Regions from separate parts of the Sus scrofa genome. Here region 2 is linked to region 1. Evidence: chromatin contacts called from public promoter capture Hi-C data. All regions are on one chromosome and are shown on one strand. Each heading gives the region's core, a stretch centred on a gene start, on an enhancer-like site or on the middle of the called end of the contact. The rest is flanking DNA. Distances are from core to core; before and after follow the strand shown. Region 1 holds the start of HSD11B2 (hydroxysteroid 11-beta dehydrogenase 2). Region 2 holds the start of ATP6V0D1 (V-type proton ATPase subunit d 1).

Region 1 (3,617 bases), core at 1,052-3,551:
ACTTCTGCCTCCTTACCCTGCGACACCTGCCCTATCAAGCACTGGTGCTATCTGGGTGACCTTGACCTTGAAGGCTGCCTGGGACCCCCACCTCACTCTCTCTTCTACATTCCCTTCATAATCCCCAGGGGAAGCCCTTAATGATCTGAAGTTGGAGAAATCACAGCCAGACTTTCAGTAAGGTGACTAAAGCTGGGGAGGAGGGGAGTCCCAGCAGTTCAGGGTCTGCAGCTCAGATCAGGAAGCCAGATCAAGGGTATTGTGTCCACCTGTGAGAGTAGGTCACAGATTCAGGGCAACAGTAGTCAGCAGGTTTTGGAAAATGAACGTTTCCTTTAGTTTCCAAAGAATGACCCAGACCAAGGGAGAGAGTCACCGAAACCACAACACACACACAAATGTGCTTACATGCATATACAGGGTAATGGCACAGAGGGAGATGTGTCATATGTCTACGGACAAGCTATGGAGCCCATGGACATGAGTATACACAAATACGGGCACATGCAGGCACACAAGGTCATGTACCCAAGGTCAGGCACACACACCCCTCCCCAGGCAAGTCCTTCCTCCCAGGACCAGGGCTATCCTGTCGTCTGCACTTACAGGAGGAGGAATAGGTGGAAAGTCAGAAGTGGCTCTGGAAAGGACATGGGTCCTCTACCCAGAGGCTCTCCCCTTTATTTTACTTTTTATTTTTTTATCTATTTAAACTTCTTCTTCTTCTCCTCCTCCCCTCCCCCCCCTCTCCTCCTTCTTCTCCTTCTTCTTCTTTTGCCAGCACTCACGGCATGTAGAAGCGTCTGGGCCAGGGACTGAACCTGAGCTGCAGCTGTGGCAACATCTGATCCTTAACCCACTGTGCCACAAGGGAACTTTCCAGAACCTCGCCCCTTAAGTGGATCTGACTCCCAGCCCTTCCCTGAGACTCTTCTGGCTTATCAGGGGGCCATGCCTGGGTGTCAGAGAATGCTTTGGAGGAGGCATTGCCTTGAAGGCCTGGCACAGAGCCTGAGCATCTAAGAGAGAGTATGGCCAACAAGAGAAGGTCCGTGGCCTCTCAGGACCTAATGTGGGCATGGGTGAGGTGCTCGGCAAGGGTGCACAAGAAGCAGAGATCCCCTGTGCCATGGGCTGCACCTGCTGACCTCAGCATACGGCCTGGCAGTGATACTGGCACCAGTTCCTAGTGCTTGCAGCACCTGGCGTGGATGCCAAGCACAGCATGCCAGACATGGGGGTGGGCAGAGTGGGGGGCCACTGGGCCACACACAAACACAGACCTTCATACACACAGGCAGGGAAATGCACCCACACTCACTTACACCCTGGGGAATTATGGGGCAGGCAGGGATAACCCTGTCCTAGAGGCTGCCCTTAGTGACTTCCCAGGTGTCCTCAATGGCCAGGCTTTGGAGTCTCTGGGGCTAGAGAGTGGGCTGGAGTTAATGGAAGGCCTAGATGTATCCTCAGACACACCCCCCTTCACACACCCACACCTGCACATATACACTTGTGTGGCAGGAGGAGATGGGGTTGCTGCATCCCTGGGGCTGAAAAGTGAGAGGAAGGGGAAAAGTGGGGCAGAGACTCCCGAGAACCAGAAGGTCATACTGCTCCCCTGAGTCCCTTGCCCCAAACCGCTTGGTAGCTGCAGGCAGATTAGGTGTGAGCCCAGGTCAGGATGCTTGTGCTAGGGACTTGGGGCTGCGAAAGGCGTGGGAGTACAGCGCGTGTGCCGGCTTTGGCGGTGGCTGCCAGGTGAGGGCGAGCTGGTTCCCCGCGGTGTTTCGCCAGGCTTGGCGGCCTCGGCGGTGCTGTCAGTGTGGGGAGCTTGAATGGAGGTTGTGAGTGTCCCTAGGTGTCCCGAGCAAGTGCAAGCTGTGGATGTGCTCACCTGGGAGCCGAGGCTCAGCGCCCCAGGGCGCGTGTTTAAGGGTACTGGAGTAAGCGGATGCAGGGCACCAGGGCTAAACCGACCGGACATCTCCCCATCGCGGCCAGCGAGGAGGCTGCTGCTCCTAGAGCAGTAACTTTAGGACTCGGTTCCGGCTTCTTCGAAAGAGGATCTGGCCGCATGGGCGGGGCAGAGGGCGGGGGCTAGAGGTGGGGGCACCTGCCGGACGAGGGTTGCGGGCAAAGAAGTAAAGGAAAGCCCCGCCCCTTCCCGCCTCCGCTCCGCCCTGTCCCCCGCCCCTGGGGCTCTTTATAAGCTCTGCCCGAGGGCGATCTGAGAAAGCCAGTATCCTTTTCGCCCCTGGATCGTGTTCTGCTGCACCCCGCACCCCTCATCCCGGCCCCTCGTCCCAGTCCCTGCTTTCCAGCCCGGCCCCTGCCCCGCCCTGACCCAAACCGGCCCAGACGCCATGGAGAGCTGGCCCTGGCCGTCGGGCGGCGCCTGGCTGCTCGTGGCGGCCCGTGCGCTGCTGCAGCTGCTGCGCGCAGACCTGCGTCTGGGCCGCCCGCTGCTGGCGGCGCTGGCGCTTCTGGCCGCGCTCGACTGGCTGTGCCAGCGCCTGCTGCCCCCGCTGGCCGCACTTGTCGTGCTGGCTGCCGCGGGTTGGATCGCGTTGTCCCGCTTGGCGCGGCCGCAACGCCTGCCGGTGGCGACTCGCGCGGTGCTCATCACCGGTGAGTGCGCGGGGCGCGGAGCGTGGAGCGCGGGAACTCCAGGTTGGAGGGCGGGACTGGACACCCAGAGGGCTCCCCGTGGGATGCCAAGGCAAGGCAGGACCCCCAGCGCAGTAATGGGAGCATCCCCCTCCCCTGAGTGCAGAGAGCCAGCCAAGTCCGAAGCGCAGGTCACCTTCCCAAGTCCAGGTTAACCACCTGCGGCTCTGGGGAGTGTTGGAGGGAAAATGAGGCAGGGAGTCGGCAGGTGCGCAGAGGAAACCGGTGGCTGAGAAAGAAGAAATCTCCTGGGTTTATGCTATGCCCCTCTTCAAGAGAGAGGTCTTGGGACAGGGGATACTGCTCTGAGGGACTTCGGAGCATGGTCACCCCTTGAACTCTGCCTAAAATCTCCACGTGGGTGGTCCCATTTCCTCTTCCCTGGGGTCAGAGGAATAAAGGCTTAGAGGGTTGTGACCCCCTCCCCCCAAATGGCTGGGCTCCTCCAAGTCCAGAAAAGTGTGAGGTCATCATGAGGGACAGCTGGGCATTCAGCTGCCTCCCAGATACCACCACCCACACCCACACCCAAATTGCTGAAGTAGTTGTCCAGATTCTGCAGCCAGAGCCTCACCACCGTTCCTCCTGGTCCTCTATGCCCAGGAAGGAAGTGAGGTCCTAGAGAGCTGGACTCAGGTGCCTCTGGTTGCCTGGCTCAGCTCCTTTTGTGTGGAACAAGGAATAGATCTATCACCAGAAGGAGGGAAGGAGGAGCTAAGGCCTAGGCAGAAATGGTGAGGGAAGGGCCAGGAGGCACTGGCTCCACTGTATGGGGGAGGGACAGCCTAATCTCACCCCTAAACTCCATGGCTCTGGATGGGCGCTCTGGGCTGGGGGCAGCCACTGGTCTGACTGGCTTCTCAGAGACCTCAGTCCAGCAGGGGGCCCTGCATGATCAGATAGAGCTAGGAGAACTTCCCAGAGGAGGCCATCCTTGAGCTGGGCCT
Region 2 (3,645 bases), core at 1,083-3,582, 48 kb after region 1:
CTGTGAGCGTGTCAGATGAAGAACCCAAGACCCAAGGCGTTAAATAACTTGTCTAAAGTGATTCAGCATATGGTGGGGTTCAAAGTCAGGTCTGAAAGTCCAAAGTTTACCACACTATGTGCACCAAGGGCTGGGGGGTGACTTGCAGGAGGGAAAGGAACATGTGTGCAAGAGTGAAGGAATCCCAGAATGTCACATTAAAGATCTAGATGGTGATCCACAAGGGTGACCACGGATGAGCAGTGTTGTCAGAAGAATAACCTAATATGTTTACAGAGGATGATGGAAGATCTGATGGGAAGATGGAACCCTGTGCCCTCGGAAGCTCTGCAGGGTTGGGTGGGGGGCAGCAGCAGGAGAAAACCCTAGATAGAAACAAGTTTACCAAATGCCAGTTGGTAATCAATGATGTCCACCTTGCGATTTAAGCAAATAAAGATCTTCCCCTAGACCCAGTTAAGACTATAAAATTCCTATTAAATGCCAACTCTGTGCCAGGCCCTGCCCCGGGCAGCCTCCCTCCTTCCACTATCCTATCCTGCCACTGCGAGGATAATGAGGTTGCTGGAAAGTTCCTACAACCCAGCACACTGAAGTGCTCTCCTCTCCTTCCCCAGCTCTGCTCCTATAAAGGAGATGACAGACTTTTCTTGCAAATTTATATTAAAACCATAATATCCACAACTGTACTTTAACTTCAGTAAGTTTTTAAATTTAAAGGTATTTATTTTCATATTACTGGTCCAGTTTGCAAGGTACATAACAACCTTTTAAAAAATTGAATTCACTTTTTTTTTTTTCTTTTTGCCATTTCTTGGGCCGCTCCCGAGAAATATGGAGGTTCCCAGGCTAGGGGTCGAATTGGAGCTGTAGCTGCCGGCCTACACCACAACCACAGCAACACGCATTTCGAGCCGTGTTTGCGACCTACACCACAGCTCAGGGCAACGCCGGATCCTTAACCCACTGAGCAAGGCCAGGGATCGAACCCACAACCTCATGGTTCCTAGTCAGATTCGTTAACCACTGAGCCACGATGGGAACTCCATGAGTTCACTTCTAACCTCAATAAGTTTATGATGAGAAAATTTTCTCTAGAAGGTGAATCATCTGGCCATTCTCCCCCTCCAGCTACCAACCTGGAGGCTAGCAGTACCTCTGTTCAAGGATATCAGGTAAAAGTCAGGGATGGTAACTCACAGCTCAGCCACTGTGCCCTTCACTACACGTGGGGGAGGGGAATGAAGCAAAGACTGGAATCAGGAACATACCCAGTTCAGTAAATGTGATTCTGTGATTCAGGGATTCAATCCCACTGTGGAACTTTGTGTTCTGAGAAGAAAGGATACCACTCCTGTACTTAGGAATCTTGTCCCAAAAGGTATCTTCGTAGAGGGGGTGAGAATTATTGTCAAATACGTATGTATGAACTTCCAGACTTTCAGGGCTCTCCCAAACATTGCCTTCAGGAGACTGCTCGATGGGAGGAAATTCTCGCTAAGCTGGCTCAGCAATTCCCCAGAAAGGCTCAGTCCCAGGCCAAAGGGAAGACACAATGATCCCAAAGGCCTTGGTGTATGTGTTGGGAGGGAAAGCAGGGGACTTTTCAACTTAGATTCCCCAAGCATTGCCACTAGACAGCTCTCTGGCTACGTCAAAGTAAAGAGGTTTGTATGAGCACATCCCGCATGAAGCAACCACTCCCGAGTGACCCTCTTCCAAACTACAACGCCGGAATAACAGGTTAAGAGGTGGCCCCAGAGGAAACGAACCACTGAAGTTCTTAATGCCGCGTTTGCGTTTAGGCCCACACTGAGCTGCAACTGGAAGTAGATTCCTTTCCGAAACACCCGCCATCACTCCCGGCTTCCCAGTGAGGCCTCTCAGGCCCGGATCCGGTTCCCCGACCTCTCCAGCGCCTTCGAGAACCCCCAGCTTCGCCTCCCACACCTAGGCACCTTCAGGCCGGGGCCCGCCTCCCTGCAGGCCTTTTCGGGCCCGCAGCCCAGCCCCGCGGCTCACCCTCGAGCGTCTCGCACTGCACCAGATTAAGGTAGTCCGCCTGGCTGAGCACTCCGGCCTTCAGGCCGCGCACAAGCCCCTCCAAATAGCCATTGTCCACGTTGAAGTAAAGCTCCGGGAAGAACGACATGGCTGCGTCTGGGGCGGCGGGACCAGAGGACCCGGACCGGACCGGCCGGCACGCAGCACAACTCCAAGATCAGCTGACGCGGCGCCAGCAGTGGACTGTCAAGCTCATCAGGTGACCATAAGGAGGCGGGGCTCTAAGCAGCACCCGATTTCCGGGTGGTTTCGCACGGAACTTCTGCGCAGCCGTGGGCTGGGGGGCCGCCCTCTGGCGCCTGCTCATTGAGGAGCTCTGGCGGGAGCGACTTAAAATGTCCGAGACTAGCCGCGTGGTGGCGCCCGTGGACGCGGGGGCTTGCACTTTATAGTTTCCGAGTCCGGAGCACCTGGTACTGTGGGGGCCCCTTATGCTTGGAAATATTCAGACTGGTGAATTAACCTTCCCCTGAGGGGAACTGGGAAGGGTGGGATTTGCTGGGGGTCACGCGTCGAGTTATCCTTAAGCGGGCCCTGGATCCTAATGGTTTGTTAGCCAGCGGGGAGCGACAGACCCTTTGCAGCGCTGCGACTCTTTCCCCCGCATTTATTATATAAGCTTCTTCTAGGGTTGGAGCACGGTCCTCCTCTGCTTCTCCCAACCGCTCCTGGCACTCTTAAGAGTGTAAGTGACTCATGTTGGAATAGCGCAGGCCCTGGAGTAGGGATGTGTCTGTGGTTTCTTGGCTTAGAGGCACCTTCGCCCCTAACGACCGTCACATTCAAAATAACGCCACAACCCTGGGGTTGGTCCCATACTTTATTGGCGCCCGCCTACCCCCACCCCGACCCCGACGACATTGGCTGGCCAGCTAGGTGCGGCTGCAGGGGTTCGTGGCAGTACCCAGCTTGCGGCAGTAGCAGAAGGCGTTGAAGAAACGGCAGTAGCATGTAGCACATGGGTCGCAGCATGGTACCTGGTGTCCCAGACAGGATTCGTGCAGCCTTACGCAGCGACGTGGGGAGCGTGCCTTGCGTCCTTCAGGATCTAGCACCTACAAGGGTTGGGAAACAAGGACTTCCAAAAGCACATTCATGGAATGCGCCAGATCAAGGCAGGATGGAAGTGGAGCGTGAACGGGATGGTCTGCAGTGTCGCCCCGGGTGAGGGGGTCAGGAAGTGCAGGTAGAGGTGTTTTGTATGTTTGTTTTTCCATTTTTGGTCACCCCAGAGCATATGGAGCTTCCGGTCAGAGATCAGCTCCAAGCCACAGTCTCAGCCTAAGCTGAAGGGATGGCAAGGCCAGATCCTTAACCCACTTGTGCTGGCCGGGGATGAAACCACGTCCCAGCGCTCCCAAGACACCGCCAATCCCGTTGTACCACAGTGGCAACTCCAAGCACAGATAGAGGTTGATGCTTGACACACCCACTCAAGACTTGTGGCCTCAGCCCTTTCCCTGAGCTGTTACCTCTGCCAAGGCCTTGGCCTCGGCCTGCTGCAGCAGAGCCTCTTCTGCCCGTTCTGCAGTTGTCCTCTTCAGTGGGGGCTGCAGGCCTAGATCTGGGACAGATGATGTG

The links. Promoter capture Hi-C pulls out the DNA fragments that hold promoters and counts their contacts.
Region 2: a promoter capture Hi-C map of liver shows a contact between it and region 1, with 2.2 times the contacts expected there. The contact joins the promoter of ATP6V0D1 here to the promoter of HSD11B2 in region 1. A contact is called at or near these places in 2 of 5 promoter capture datasets (fetal skeletal muscle and liver), 4 of 47 Hi-C or Micro-C datasets (blood, heart right ventricle, liver and 1 more) and 2 of 2 datasets of contacts at active chromatin or transcription factors (alveolar macrophages and skeletal muscle).

Annotation. Positions count from the first base shown.
Region 1 is chr6:28,081,786-28,085,402 of Sscrofa11.1, forward strand. It overlaps HSD11B2 (hydroxysteroid 11-beta dehydrogenase 2), which reads left to right and starts at 2,302. Exons shown (of 5, transcript NM_213913.1): 1 at 2,302-2,631. The coding sequence starts at 2,367.
Region 2 is chr6:28,129,748-28,133,392 of Sscrofa11.1, forward strand. It overlaps ATP6V0D1 (V-type proton ATPase subunit d 1), which reads right to left and starts at 2,333. Exons shown (of 8, transcript XM_003126946.4): 1 at 2,023-2,333. The coding sequence starts at 2,152. It overlaps AGRP (agouti related neuropeptide), which reads right to left. Exons shown (of 3, transcript NM_001011693.1): 2 at 3,537-3,628; 3 at 2,937-3,119. The coding sequence ends at 2,937.